2 separate regions of the Mus musculus genome follow, and region 1 is linked to region 2. The links are chromatin contacts, called in public Hi-C maps. All regions are on one chromosome and are shown on one strand. Each heading gives the region's core, a stretch centred on a gene start, on an enhancer-like site or on the middle of the called end of the contact. The rest is flanking DNA. Distances are from core to core; before and after follow the strand shown.

The links. Hi-C and Micro-C count contacts between places; a contact is called where the count stands out from the background.
Region 1: a Hi-C map of muscle stem cells shows a contact between it and region 2, with 2.3 times the contacts expected there. The contact joins two enhancer-like sites. A contact is called at or near these places in 2 of 39 promoter capture datasets (erythroid cells and liver), 4 of 484 Hi-C or Micro-C datasets (CD4 T cells, embryonic stem cells, muscle stem cells and 1 more), 4 of 115 datasets of contacts at active chromatin or transcription factors (embryonic stem cells, extraembryonic endoderm stem cells, microglia and 1 more) and 2 of 9 other capture datasets (adipose tissue and liver).

What each region holds. Positions count from the first base shown.
Region 1 is chr7:127,251,910-127,258,174 of GRCm38.p6, forward strand. Zfp771 (zinc finger protein 771) reads left to right here. Exons shown (of 3, transcript NM_177362.4): 3 at 1,896-2,963. The coding sequence ends at 2,708. It overlaps Dctpp1 (dCTP pyrophosphatase 1), which reads right to left. Exons shown (of 3, transcript NM_023203.1): 3 at 5,050-5,427. The coding sequence ends at 5,127. Among named protein-coding and RNA genes, the nearest start is that of Dctpp1, 5.6 kb to the right of the region's middle. Within about 2 kb of position 2,347, at least 368 of the 459 cell types and tissues checked have an H3K27ac peak or open chromatin away from gene starts, as enhancers often do. A contact at or near this core is called in embryonic stem cells, erythroid cells, liver and 3 more, where this site is marked.
Region 2 is chr7:127,004,792-127,010,915 of GRCm38.p6, forward strand. The region is part of intron 1 of Mvp (major vault protein); the gene reads right to left. Among named protein-coding and RNA genes, the nearest start is that of Mvp, 6.7 kb to the right of the region's middle. Within about 2 kb of position 4,085, at least 296 of the 459 cell types and tissues checked have an H3K27ac peak or open chromatin away from gene starts, as enhancers often do. A contact at or near this core is called in embryonic stem cells, erythroid cells, liver and 3 more, where this site is marked.

The sequences.
Region 1 (6,265 bases), core at 1,097-3,596, 250 kb after region 2:
AACACCCGAAGAGGGCGTCAGATCTCACTTTGGATGGTTGTGAGCCACCATGTGGTTGCTAGGATTTGAACTCAGACCTTTGGAAGAGCAGTCAGAGCTGTTAACCACTGAGCCATCTCACCAGCCTGGAACTAATTTTGTTGTTGTTGTTGTTTGTTTGTTTTTCAAGACAGGGTTTCTCTGTGTAGCCCTGGCTGTCCTGGAACTCACTGTGTAGACCAGGCTGACCTCGAACTCAGAAATTCACCTGCCCCTTCACCTGCTTCTTACACAGCATGCTTTCCTTCTCCTTAGTTTACTTCTAGAAGTCCAAACTGACTCATTCCAAGCTTCAGAACCTCAGGTCTCAGAGCAACATTTGGCTTTCTCTTCATAGCTTAAGAAAGTGCTTGCTTGAAAACTTTGAAGGGTCTGATCCTGGCCAAGCTGTCCCTGTCCTGGCTTCTGCTTATATTTGCCAAATGGCTGCTCCAGTTTCCTTCTGCAATTCCCTGTGAGATCTCTTCAGTCTCTAGACATTTATACACCAAAAACCTCTCATCGCCAGCCCTGGCTCCTTCCTGCGTTCCATACAGCCCCAAACAGCAGATCATCTCCTCTTCCCCCATCCTCTTCCTCCTCCTTCTCCTCAAAAAAGATTTTTTTATCATGCATGCATGATTTTTTTATTTGCCTGCATGTAGGCCTGCAGGCCAGAAGAGGGCAGCAGATGTCATTATAGATGGTATGAACCACCATGTGGCTGCTTAGAATTGAACTCAGGACCTCTGGAAGGGCAGTGCTCTTAACCTCAGCCATCTCTCCAGCCCCAGATCTTTCTTCTTACCTGGTTCCCCTCTGTACATGGCAACCCTCATCTGTGCAGTTCTGAACTTAAACATCTTAGTTACTTGGACCCAGGCATGGTGTCCCACACCTTTAATCCGAGGAGGAGAGGCAGAAGAAGCAAGCAGGACTAACCCATAGTCATTTTGAATCTCCATACCTCAAAGCCAGTTTGTTGCCATCTCTTATCTCAACCTGTAAAGTGGAGAGAGAAACCAACATCTCACTGGCTCTACTTTCTACTTGCTTCCTGGGCTTAGGCCAAGTCAGATGAGTGCAGTAGCCTCCTCACGAGGCTCCTGGTTCTGTCTTCTCCTTCATTCGGGTTCCCAAAGAGTGTGACCGTCACTTTCCTGATCAAAATTCTCAGAAATCCCTCAGTGATTCTCCATCTCATTTACACTACAGGTCCTTAAATAAGAAACCCTCGTGTTTCCTTCCTCCTGATAACTATTACAACCAAGGGTCTTCCCAGCCTTATGTGTGTCTGCAGCACTCCAGCAATTAACCCATTGCTCTTGTAGGTGGGACTCCTCCCCGGATTCAGTCCTCACAGGTCTGAGGAAATTAGGAGGCAAGCTGTCACTGCTACATTACCAGCACTCGGGTTTCGAAACAGGGGCTCCTTATGTTTTTTTTTGGTTTTTTGTTTTTGTTTTGTTTTGGTTTTTGAAGACAGGGTTTCTCAGTGCAGCCCTGGCTGTCCTGGAACTCACTCTGTAGACCAGGCTGGCCTCGAACTCAGAAATTCAACCGGCCTCTGCCTCCCAAGTGCTGGGAGGGATTTAAGGCGTGTGCCAGCTTGGCCTGGACCTCTTGATCTTCCTGTCTCATCTCTACAATGTCAGACACCTGGCACTTTTTATCTAATGCCAAATCCCCAGTGTCTCTTAACTCTATAACCTAGATCGTGCCCAATAAATTTTGTGAACACAGGTAACTATAATGTCACCTGGTGTTGTGATGTATTAAGTCATTTAAGGAATTGAGGCGCAAAGAGTGTGCAGTGTTCGAGAGACCGAGGTTTCCGCTGGGGCCTTAGGGTTGACCTGTTCTCCCTTTCCCTGCAGGTTGCCAGCCAGATGCCAGCGCCATCGGCCGACCCGGCGCGCCCCCACGCGTGCCCGGACTGCGGCCGCGCCTTTGCGCGCCGCTCCACACTAGCCAAACATGCGCGCACGCACACGGGCGAGCGTCCCTTTGCGTGCACGGAATGCGGCCGGTGCTTCTCGCAGAAGTCGGCGCTGACCAAGCACGGCCGCACGCATACGGGCGAGCGACCCTACCAATGCCCGGAATGCGACAAGCGCTTCTCCGCCGCCTCGAACCTGCGGCAGCACCGGCGGCGTCACACCGGAGAGAAGCCGTACGCATGCGCACACTGTGGGCGGCGCTTTGCGCAGAGCTCCAATTACGCGCAGCATCTGCGCGTGCACACGGGCGAGAAGCCTTACGCGTGCCCGGACTGCGGACGAGCCTTCGGCGGAAGTTCGTGCCTGGCGCGCCACCGACGCACGCACACGGGCGAGCGCCCGTACGCATGCGCCGACTGCGGCACGCGCTTCGCTCAGAGCTCGGCGCTGGCCAAGCACCGGCGCGTGCACACGGGCGAGAAGCCGCACCGCTGCGCCGTGTGCGGCCGGCGCTTCGGCCACCGTTCCAACCTGGCGGAGCATGCGCGCACGCATACGGGCGAGCGGCCCTACCCGTGCACGGAGTGCGGCCGGCGCTTCCGCCTCAGCTCACACTTCATCCGCCACCGTCGCGCGCACATGCGGCGCCGCCTCTACATCTGCGCGGGCTGCGGCCGAGACTTCAAGCTACCCGCCAGTGCCACAGCCGCCACGCCCACCGAGCGCTGCCCGGAGTGCGAGGGCAGCTGAGCCACGGCGGGGCAGCGAGGGGCACTTGGGACTGGCACCTGAATTGTTCCTTCCATGCCTGCACCTGGGTCGGGGTGCTCTGGGACTGGGAGATAGGGAATGCCATACCGGGGTCCCTAGAACCATGCCTCGTCCCCGACTACATTCCCTTGGCCCTTCTGAGTGAATAAAGTATTCTATCCTCACCTCACGATGCCTGTAAGTGAGGTGGGTGGGAAGGGGAACATTAGGTACGGAACCAAATGGGGCAATAAACTAGCCTGGGATTGGGAGACACACACCAGGCTGGCTATGCCTCAGTCTCAGTTCTGAAAAGAGCCATAAACAAGACATGTGCTTGGCTAGATGATTGTGTTTTGCAGTCTTTGAGGGTCGGTATGGCAAAGGTGAGAAATGGGGCCCTGTAAATAGATTTAAGTACTTATGTAAATATATTAGCGCCCTCTCCCCATTTAATTAACCCTAAGCCGACTCACTATACACACCTGGCTTCAACTGGGGATCCTCTGAATCCTGAGGTTACAAACATGCACCACCATAGCTAGCTCCAAACCTCATTTTATCTCCACTTTTGCAGACAGCTAGTGAACGGTACAGCAGGAACTGTGCCATTTGTCAAGGAAACTGATGACCACAGGATTAAAACCAAAACCCTTGCAGAGGATCAGGGCTTCATCCCAAGCACCCACATGGCTTAACAGCCATCCATAACTCCAGTCCTAGGGGACCCAAAGCCCTGACGTCTGACATGGTACACAGACACACACTGGCAAAACATACACATAAAAGGTAGTTTTGGTTTGTAGCGCAAGCTGTCCTTAAAACCTATTTTTTGGGGGGATTCATTTTTTGAAACAGGGTTTGTCTGTATATATATCCCTGGCTGTCCTGGAACTCACTCTGTAGACCAGGCTAGCCTCGAACTTAGAAATCCACCTGCCTCTGCCTCCCAAGTGCTGGGATGAAAGGCGTGTGCCACCACTGCCAGGCTGTCCTCAAACTTATGTCCTTTTGTCTCAGTCTCTTTAATGCTGAGGTTACAGGTGTGCAATGCAACACCGTGCCCCAAAGTGATTTAAATATCATTAGGGGATGGGATGGGGGACAGTGAGCCATGGCATGTGTGGAGGTCACAGGGCAACTTGCAATAATTGGTTTTCTCCCTCTGCCATGTGGATCTCTGGGATAGTTTGGGTCACTGGACATTGGCCTTGATGAGCCATCTCGTAAGCCTGGAAGTACTATTTGTGTTTTTAAAGTGTGTAGATTTGTGCATACTTGAATGCACGTGCTAGTCAAACCAGGAAGATGGAGTGAGATTTGGACCTAGTAGTGTTAAGACATCTGTAAGCTGCCTGATGAGGGCATTGGCAACAAGACTTTTCAGTCCTCTGCAAGAGCCTCAAGTACTAAGTATAGTCGCGCATGCCTTTAATCTCAGCACTTGGGAGGCACAGGCAGATGCATCTCTGTGAGTCCAAGGCCAGCCTGGTCTACACAGCAAGTTCCAGGTCAGCCAACAATACATAGGGACCTTATCTCAACAGACAGACAAAAAAAAAAAAAAAGAAAAAAAAAAAAAAAGACAGCAAGTACACATATCTGCTGAGCACTCTCCAGTTCCAGAAGCCATGTTTTAAGATTTGTCTAGGTGAAGGAAAAGGAGCTGGAGCTCCAGAGACAAGGCAGGGTACAGATGTGATTTAAGTGTCACCATATTCACAGTGGGGTGGAAATGTAAAACTCAGCCTTTAAAAAAAAGATTTAGTGTATGAGTGCTCTATCTACATTTACACCTGTGTGTCAGGAGAGGTTGTGAGCCACCATGTGGGTGCTGGGATTTGAACTCAGGATCTCAGGGGAGTGGCTAATGCTCTTAACCACTGAGCCATCTCTCCAGCCTCAAACTAAGCCATTTTTAATCAGATGAATTCTTTTACCTGGGGAGGCACGAAGGGTCATCAGAGGAGGCAGACAATTAACTCGTCAATAGCACTGGTTTCTCTGCAGGACCTCGCTTTTTGGGAGGCAGTCTTAGGTGTTGTCGGGACATAATGTGCCCACACACCACATAAACTGTGCATTCAACACCATCTGACTGTAAAGAAGGAACAGAAATTGGCCCTGGCCAGGGAAGAGAGGCAGGCGGTCTTTACTTGTACAAAGGGGCCAAGGAAAGGAAGCTGTACCCAAGACTTGTGGCCCATACTTACTTCCTACTCTCTTCTGCAAGTTTTAAGTTGAAAAGGCAAAACAGCAACTGTTAGTTACACTGGACAGTACCCCACTTCTCTGCAGGATTTGAGATATTCTGTCTAGCTACTCAAGAAAAATCGAGATGTTTTTGCCTTAAGTCATTTTATTGAGAGAGAAAACACTTGGGCCCAGACTTAATAAGGCCAGATTAGCACCTCGTTTTTATGTGGAAGCCTGGTCTCTCAGCTCCGAGGCAGGGTCTCCAGCCCCCACAGCCTGGTTTTCAGAGATGGTCCCACGGGGCAAGTCAGTGTACTTGCAGGCAGAACCTCGGGACAGGTGGACTGGGTAACGTTGGCGGTTGGTGTCCATTTTGGAGATTACTGCTTGAGGTAAATCCACATGGCAGCGGGCTGCTAATGCTACCAGGTAGATGAGGACGTCGCTAAGCTCCTCCTGAAGGGCTGCTCTCTCCTTTGGTGGCCATGCTTGAGGACCAGGCTCTGTATCAGACTTCCACTGGCTAGAGAGAGAACAGGACAGACACATAAGCCTGCTAGTTTAGTGGGCCTGTCTATAGCTTCAAACCACCACAGCTCAGAAAATCCCTCCAAGAACAATGTACTCGCCCAGGCCCTGGGTAGAGCCAGGTGGGAAAGAGATTTTTTTTTCTTTCTTTGAGACAGGGTTTCTCTGTGTAGCCCTGTCTATCCTGGAACTCACTCTGTAGACTAGGCTGGTCTCGAACTCAGAAATTCACCTGACTCTGCCTCCCAAGTGCTGGGATTAAAGGCGTGCGCCACCACGCCCGTGACTCTACCTAAGCTATGGGAGTAACCAAGAGAACACTTGCTGAGACACTCCGAGGTCCAAGTCTATTTTTCACTGGCCCTAGCTGCTGTCACTCCAAACCAAACCCCAGACCCGAGTCATTGCGGGCATTCACCTTCCTGTTACCTCCCCCACCCATCCCTCTCCTACACAAAGCCTGATCACCTCCCCTGTTTGTGGTCACTGTTCCTTCTACTATGAGTAACACCCCCGCCCCAATCCTCCTAGATTTCCCGTTCTTAATACTTAGGTTTCAACTCAGAGGTTCCCATCTCAGAAACTTACTTTCTCATCTCCTTGTGTTATTCTCCCCTTCCAATCCCAAGACAGGCTCTTACATAACTCAGGTTTCAGAGTCTCTATGTGGCCAAGGATGAACATGTAATCCCCCAGCCTCTGCCTCTCAAGCCCTGGGGTCACATCACATACCACCACATTTGACTTAATTTCCCCTTAATCCTTGTCACAGTTCTAGACCACTTAAAATTGTGCTATCAGTCTCCTTCCACCAGGAATGGAGGCAGTCTGGT
Region 2 (6,124 bases), core at 2,835-5,334:
TTCCTTGCACATGCTGGGAAACTACACTATATCCTGTCCGGAGTAGGTTCTTGTCAACTTGACACAAGCTAGATTCAAGTGTAATGCTAAGTTCAGGTCCCCAAGAGACAAGACGCTATGTGACCTTGCCCCCAAGTTATTTCTACAGCCTATACCTGGGCAGAATTGATTGAGATAGGTGGTGAGACCACCACATGTTGCTTTTTGAAACATGATTTATCTGTATAGCCCTGGCTGTCCTGAAACTCACTCTGTAGACCAGGCTGGCTTTGAACTCAGAAATCCACCTGCCCCTGCCTCCTGAGTGCTAGGATTAAAGGCATGCGCCACCACGCCCGGCTTTCTTCATCATGTTTTTTTTTTAAAGATTTATTTATTTATTATATGTAAGTACATATCCTCAGATACTCCAGAAGAAGGCATCAGATTTCGTTACGGATGGTTGTGAGCCACCATGTGGTTGCTGGGATTTGAATTCGGGACCTTTGGAAGAGCAGTTGGCGCTCTTAACCACTGTGCCATCTCGCCAACCCCCGCTTCATCATGTTTTATCACAGCAATAATTAAGACACATCCCCAGGGGGGAAAAATTAATTTAATTTCAGGGGCTAGCAGTATGGCTCAGTAGGTCCTAGGGACAGTCCCCCACATGGGGGGGGGTGCCCATTTAAATTTTAATTCAAATAGGCCATTGTGGCTTTTTGATCCATTTACCATTGTGGATAGTATAGCCCCAAGTAGCTCAGATAAAGATCGTGAGTCATTCGGGGTCACTGGATGTGACACTCAGGACTAGACTCCTGAGTCAAAGCCTGAAGCTTTTTTTTTTTTTTTTTAATTTATTTATTTATTACATGTAAGTACACTGTAGCTGTCTTCAGACACACCTGAAGAGGGCGTCAGATCTCATTACAGATGGCTGTGAGCCACCATGTGGTTGCAGGAATTTGAACTCAGGACCTTTGGAAGTGCTCTTAACCACTGAGCCATCTCTCCAGCCCCAGACTGAAGCTTTTTTAAAAGTTTTATTATTGTTGTTAATATTATTAATTGTTCTGGCAGATTTGAGGCGTGTACTTCACAAATGCTAGACAAACTTTCTGTGTAGCACTGAGCTATATCCTCAGCCGGTCCTTTCTTTCTCTAAAGGCAGTTAGAAACACTGGCGACGTTGGTTAAGGACATGGACTCAGAAGCTTGGGTTGGAGCAGGGGTGAGGCTCAGCTGGTAGAGTGCCCTTGCTTGTCATGCATGAAAGCCCTGGGTTCAATTCCCAGCACCACATAAACGGGCACAGTGGGTCCCACCTGCCATCCCAGCACTCAGAAGGTCCAAGGGGAGTGTCCCAAGTTATCCTTAATTACACAGCAAGCTTGGACCAGACACGAGCCTCCATCTCAAGACAAAAGAAAAACAAGCAAAAACAGAAGGAAAGGTTCTTGCTGTTTGGGGTGTGTGTACAGAGGCTACATGACAGCCTTGGGCGTTTATCTTCAGGTAACATGCACTTTTTTCTTTTCTTTTCTTGGTTTTTCAAGACAGGGTTTCTTTGTGTAGCTCTGGCTGTCCTCAAATCGGAAACCAGCAGCCTGAGTGCTGGGCATGTGTTACCCCCACCCAGCTTACTTTCTGTTTTTAATTTGTTAAATTTTATTAAGTGGGTGCGTGTGCCAGAGTGTGCCGTGGAAGTCTTCTTCCACCGTGTGGATCCCTGGGCCCAAACTCTGTGAGGCTCAGCAGCAAGCACCTTCACCTCATGTCTCCTGTCCAACCTTGGTTATTTTTAGACAAGTCCCCCCCTCCCCCCCAAACAAACATACATAATTTCTCTGTATGACCTGTGGTTTGCCAATTCCAATAGGCTGGCTGGCCAGCAAGGTCCAGGGATTTGTCTGTCTTCACATCCCCAGTGGGGCCAAAATCACAATTTAGATATCTTTTCTTTCTTTTTTTTTTTTTTTTTAAGGATTTATTGTATTTTATTTTATATACATTGGTGTTTTGCCTGCATGTATGTCCTCGTGAAGATGCCAGATCCCTTGAAACTGGAGCGTCAGACAATCGTGAACTTCCATGTTGGGAACTGAACCAACTCAGCAGCTCAGCTTTTTTTTTTAAGTGCTGGAGACTGAACTCAGGGCTCACTTGAATGACAAGCATTTTACCAGCTAAGCTAACTTCCCTGGCCCAATGCTTTTCTGTTTTTTTTTTGTTTGTTTGTTTGTTTGTTTTTTCCGAGACAGGGTTTCTCTGTGTAGCCCTGGCTGTCCTGGAACTCACTCTGTAGACCAGGCTGTCCTCAAACTCAACAATTCACCTGCCTCTGCCTCCCAAGTGCTGGGACTAAAGGCGTGTGTCACCACCGCCGACTACAATGCTTTTCTGATATGCTTCCCATGTTAAAGGGAGGAAATTTTGCTTGGGATGGCTAAGCGCTGCCAACTTCACAATGTTTAGAATCTCCCAGGAGATGGTCCTCAGGGCATGTTTCTAAGGGAATTTTCTACAGTAGGTTTAATTGATGTGGGAAGACCCAGCCTAACCACCACTCTGTGGGCTTGGGGTTCATGCTGACTCAAAAGGAGAAATCTGAGGACCAGCATTCAGTGTTTCCTGATAGCTGGTGGGTACAGTGTGACCCGCTGCCTCAGGTCCTGATAGCTGGTGGGTACAGTGTGACCCACTGCCTCAGGGTCCTGCTGCCATACCATCAGGCATGCTGACTGCAACCTCAAACAGTAGTAAGATCAAGTCCATCCCGAAGTTGCTCTGAAGGGACTTTGTTTGGAAACACATAAAGCAGGGAACAACTGCCTCTTTCTTTAACCCTGCAGCTTCGATCTAACCTAGAAGCTGTTCTGGGTTCCCTTTTCACAGGAGGCTGAGATCCCCGATTCTCAGGAGGGTAGCTTTTCCAGGCTTACAACTTGCCTTCTGACTTCCAGGCTCTGTCCTGCCATGTTGTCCAGTCCTGTCCATCCGGTGTCCCATCTCTCCTCTATGCCCCACCCTGCCCCCAAGCTGATCCCTCTGCTCTGAGTCCTCCAAGCCACTGCATATCCGGCTCAACTTTGCCTCTATTCCAGTTGCTGCAGGACATGAAATGGAACCCTGTTCCAGGAGAGCAACATTCAAGACTCTAAGACTAAAGCCACTTAAACTAAGACCCTCTTTTTTGTTTTTGTTTTGTTTTGTGTGTAGCTCTGGCTGTCCTGGAACTGGCTATGTAGACCAGGCTGGCCTGGAACTCAGAAATCTATCTGCTTCTTTTTTTTTTTTTTTCCAAGACAGAGTTTCTCTGTGTAGCCCTGGCTGTCCTGGAACGAACTCTGTAGACCAGGCTGGCCTCGAACTCAGAAATCCGCCTGCCCCTGCCTCCCAAGTGCTGGGATTAAAAGTGTGCGCCACGACGCCCTGGCTCTATCTGCTTCTTGAGTGCTGAGATTAAAGTTGTGTACCACCACCGCCATTGGACACCTGACCCTCTTTGGATGAACGACCTTACAGGATGTCCTTTGTTCCTCTATCTGCCTCCTCCATTACCAAATTGAGATGACTAATAGTCTTTTCCCAGCACGGTGATGACACGTTTGTACAGAAAGCACCCACAGCCAAGCCTGGCTCTTTACCAGTACAGTGTTTACTACTGAGAATAGACAGGGCCCAAGGCCCAATTTTCCTAACCCACTGAGGGGTGTAGTCAGGGCCTCCTTCCCCATCTGGCATTAGGGCTGAACCCTCACTTGTCTACTGGTCAGGTAAGGCTTCGCACACCAGAGGCACAGCTATGCAGGGGCTCCCCACAGTTGGGTACAGCATCTCTCCAGGGGCTCCAATGCAGGTTCACTGCAAGGGAGAAGCCAAGCCAGGAAACCAGATGGGACAAGAAGAAGGGCCTGTACTGCCAGCAGGGTTTGGAGGCCCCACCCGGAAGAAGAGAAATATAGAAGGTCCTGTGAGGTGGGAGTAGGCTCCAGGCACAGCCTCTATTGGCTCCACTCCCCAAGACTGAGGCCTCTCCACCATCTGTCACCCCAGCTGGGAACAGTCAGGGGGCCTGAGAGCCTCTCCCAGCTCAGTGACTCAGCAAGAGCCTTCCTCAAAGCTAATCAGGCTGGGTTCCGGCCTTGTTCTGAGGCCAGGCCCCTGCTTCGGTACAAGGGTTCCATCTCACTTCCCTGTCCACTCCCCTACCACGCCCCATAGCTCCCCCACCACTGAGACTACCAGTCAGTTCCCTTGGAGCAGGCATCGCCTTTATGCCTCTGGCACTTAGATTTGTGACAAGTCTCACACTCTGGCAGCTTACTCGATGATGTGCACAGTTCCAGCCTTTTATTTCTGTTATTTCAAGGCCCTCAAAAGACACAGTATGCCAGGTGTGGTAGCACCTGCCTTTCGTCTCAGTATTTGGGAGACAGAAGTGGGAAGGTATCTGTGAGATGGAGACCAGCCTGGTCGACATAGTGAGTTACAGGCTAAGAAGGACTACATAATGAGAATGTGTCTCAACAGAAATGAAGAAGCCAGTGGCAAAGGGTTGTCTATGGCTGCCCCAGGTCCGGATGCCGAGGTCTGGCTCCAACTCTTGCCGGCTGCACCTCTCCTTTCTGCCTTGTGCTGAGCCCTGCTCCCTGCCGGCTCTTGCCGGCTCTTGGGCACACGTCTAGTCTGGCCTGCTCGGAGCCACAGCTAGTCCTCAGGTAGCAGCAGAAGCTGGGGTACAGTCTGCTGTGCAAAGAGGGGTGTGTGAGGCCAGGGTGCAGCTTGGCTTACTGGTCTCCAGTGCACGACACAGAACGAGGGCAGGCTGCCAGCCCCAGGTTTTGTTCTGAGACGTCTCACTCTGTAGCCCAGGCTGGCCTTGCACAGCAATCTTTCTGTCTTCCAAATCCTTAGAGTGAACTACTACGTCTGTTCTTTCCCTTTTTCTTTTCCAGATAGAATCTTGCTATGTAACCCTGGGTAGTGGATTACTACTATGATGAAGTCTATGAAGGCTTCGAACTCAAAGCAAGCCTCCTGCCTCGACTTCCTGAGTGCTGAGACTACTGGTATGGGCCACCATGCTTGGCTTCGTTCCTTTTCTGGCAACTCAAAGGCAATGTTGATGTATCAGCCAAAATCAATGAGCCATGAATCATCACATTTCAGGAATTTTCAAAATAACCTTCGAATGTCTGGCATAGGGAATCTAAATAGCCAGTGGCTGGTTCACAGTGCCTCACTGCTCGTGGTCCGCAGGGAGGTTTTCTTTTTTGTTTTAGTAGTAGTAGTAATTTTGAGACAGTCTCTGTAGCCCTGGCTGTCCTGGAACTCACTCTGTAGACCAGGTTGGCCTTGAAATCACAAAGATCTGCTGGCTTCTGCCTCTGGAGTGCTGGAATTAAGGGCAAGTATTACCACTGCCCAGCTTAGTCTTTTATTATTTTAACTATGTGTCTGTGTGGGAGTGCTCATGTGAGTGCAGGGAGTTGAACTTCTGTAAGAGCAGGACCAGCTCTTCGTTGTCAAGCCATCTCTCCTGGACATTCTTAAAGCTGTGTATCTCTGGAGATTTGGGGTTTCTTTCATAGAGGGTAGGGTCTGAGCACTGATTAATTTTTTAAAAAGTTCTCACAATGACTCAAAGATTGAGAGCCACTGTAGTGAGAATTCTGGAATTGTGGTTTCTTTAAAAATACAGAAATATTTTAAGAAAGCACTTTTGTTTTAATCCCAGGTGTGGGGTGTGGGCTGCATCGGACCGTCCACAGCAGCTGACTATGATTTGCCTCGTGCTCTAGCAGAGGCATGGTTTTACCAGCTGCAGATAGTTTCTGCAACTGTGTGACATTTGGAATTCTGGGAACTTTTCAGAGGGTACATAAATGCTAGCACCCCAACAAGCGTGGGTGGTTGTTGGCTTCATTTGGTTGGTTTTGGTTTGTTAGTAGTCATGCTCATAAAAGAAACAAAAGTTCAATTCAGGGATCTCTCTCCTCTCTCCTTTTCTCTTATCTAGTGGTAGGGGGTGAAATGGGGTGGAGGGGAGGATAAAGGGTGGGGAAAAGAACCCACAAAGCAGCAAAGACCAGCTATAAGCCATCTGGAGGTGATGGTGACAGCACTAGCCCAGGCTAGC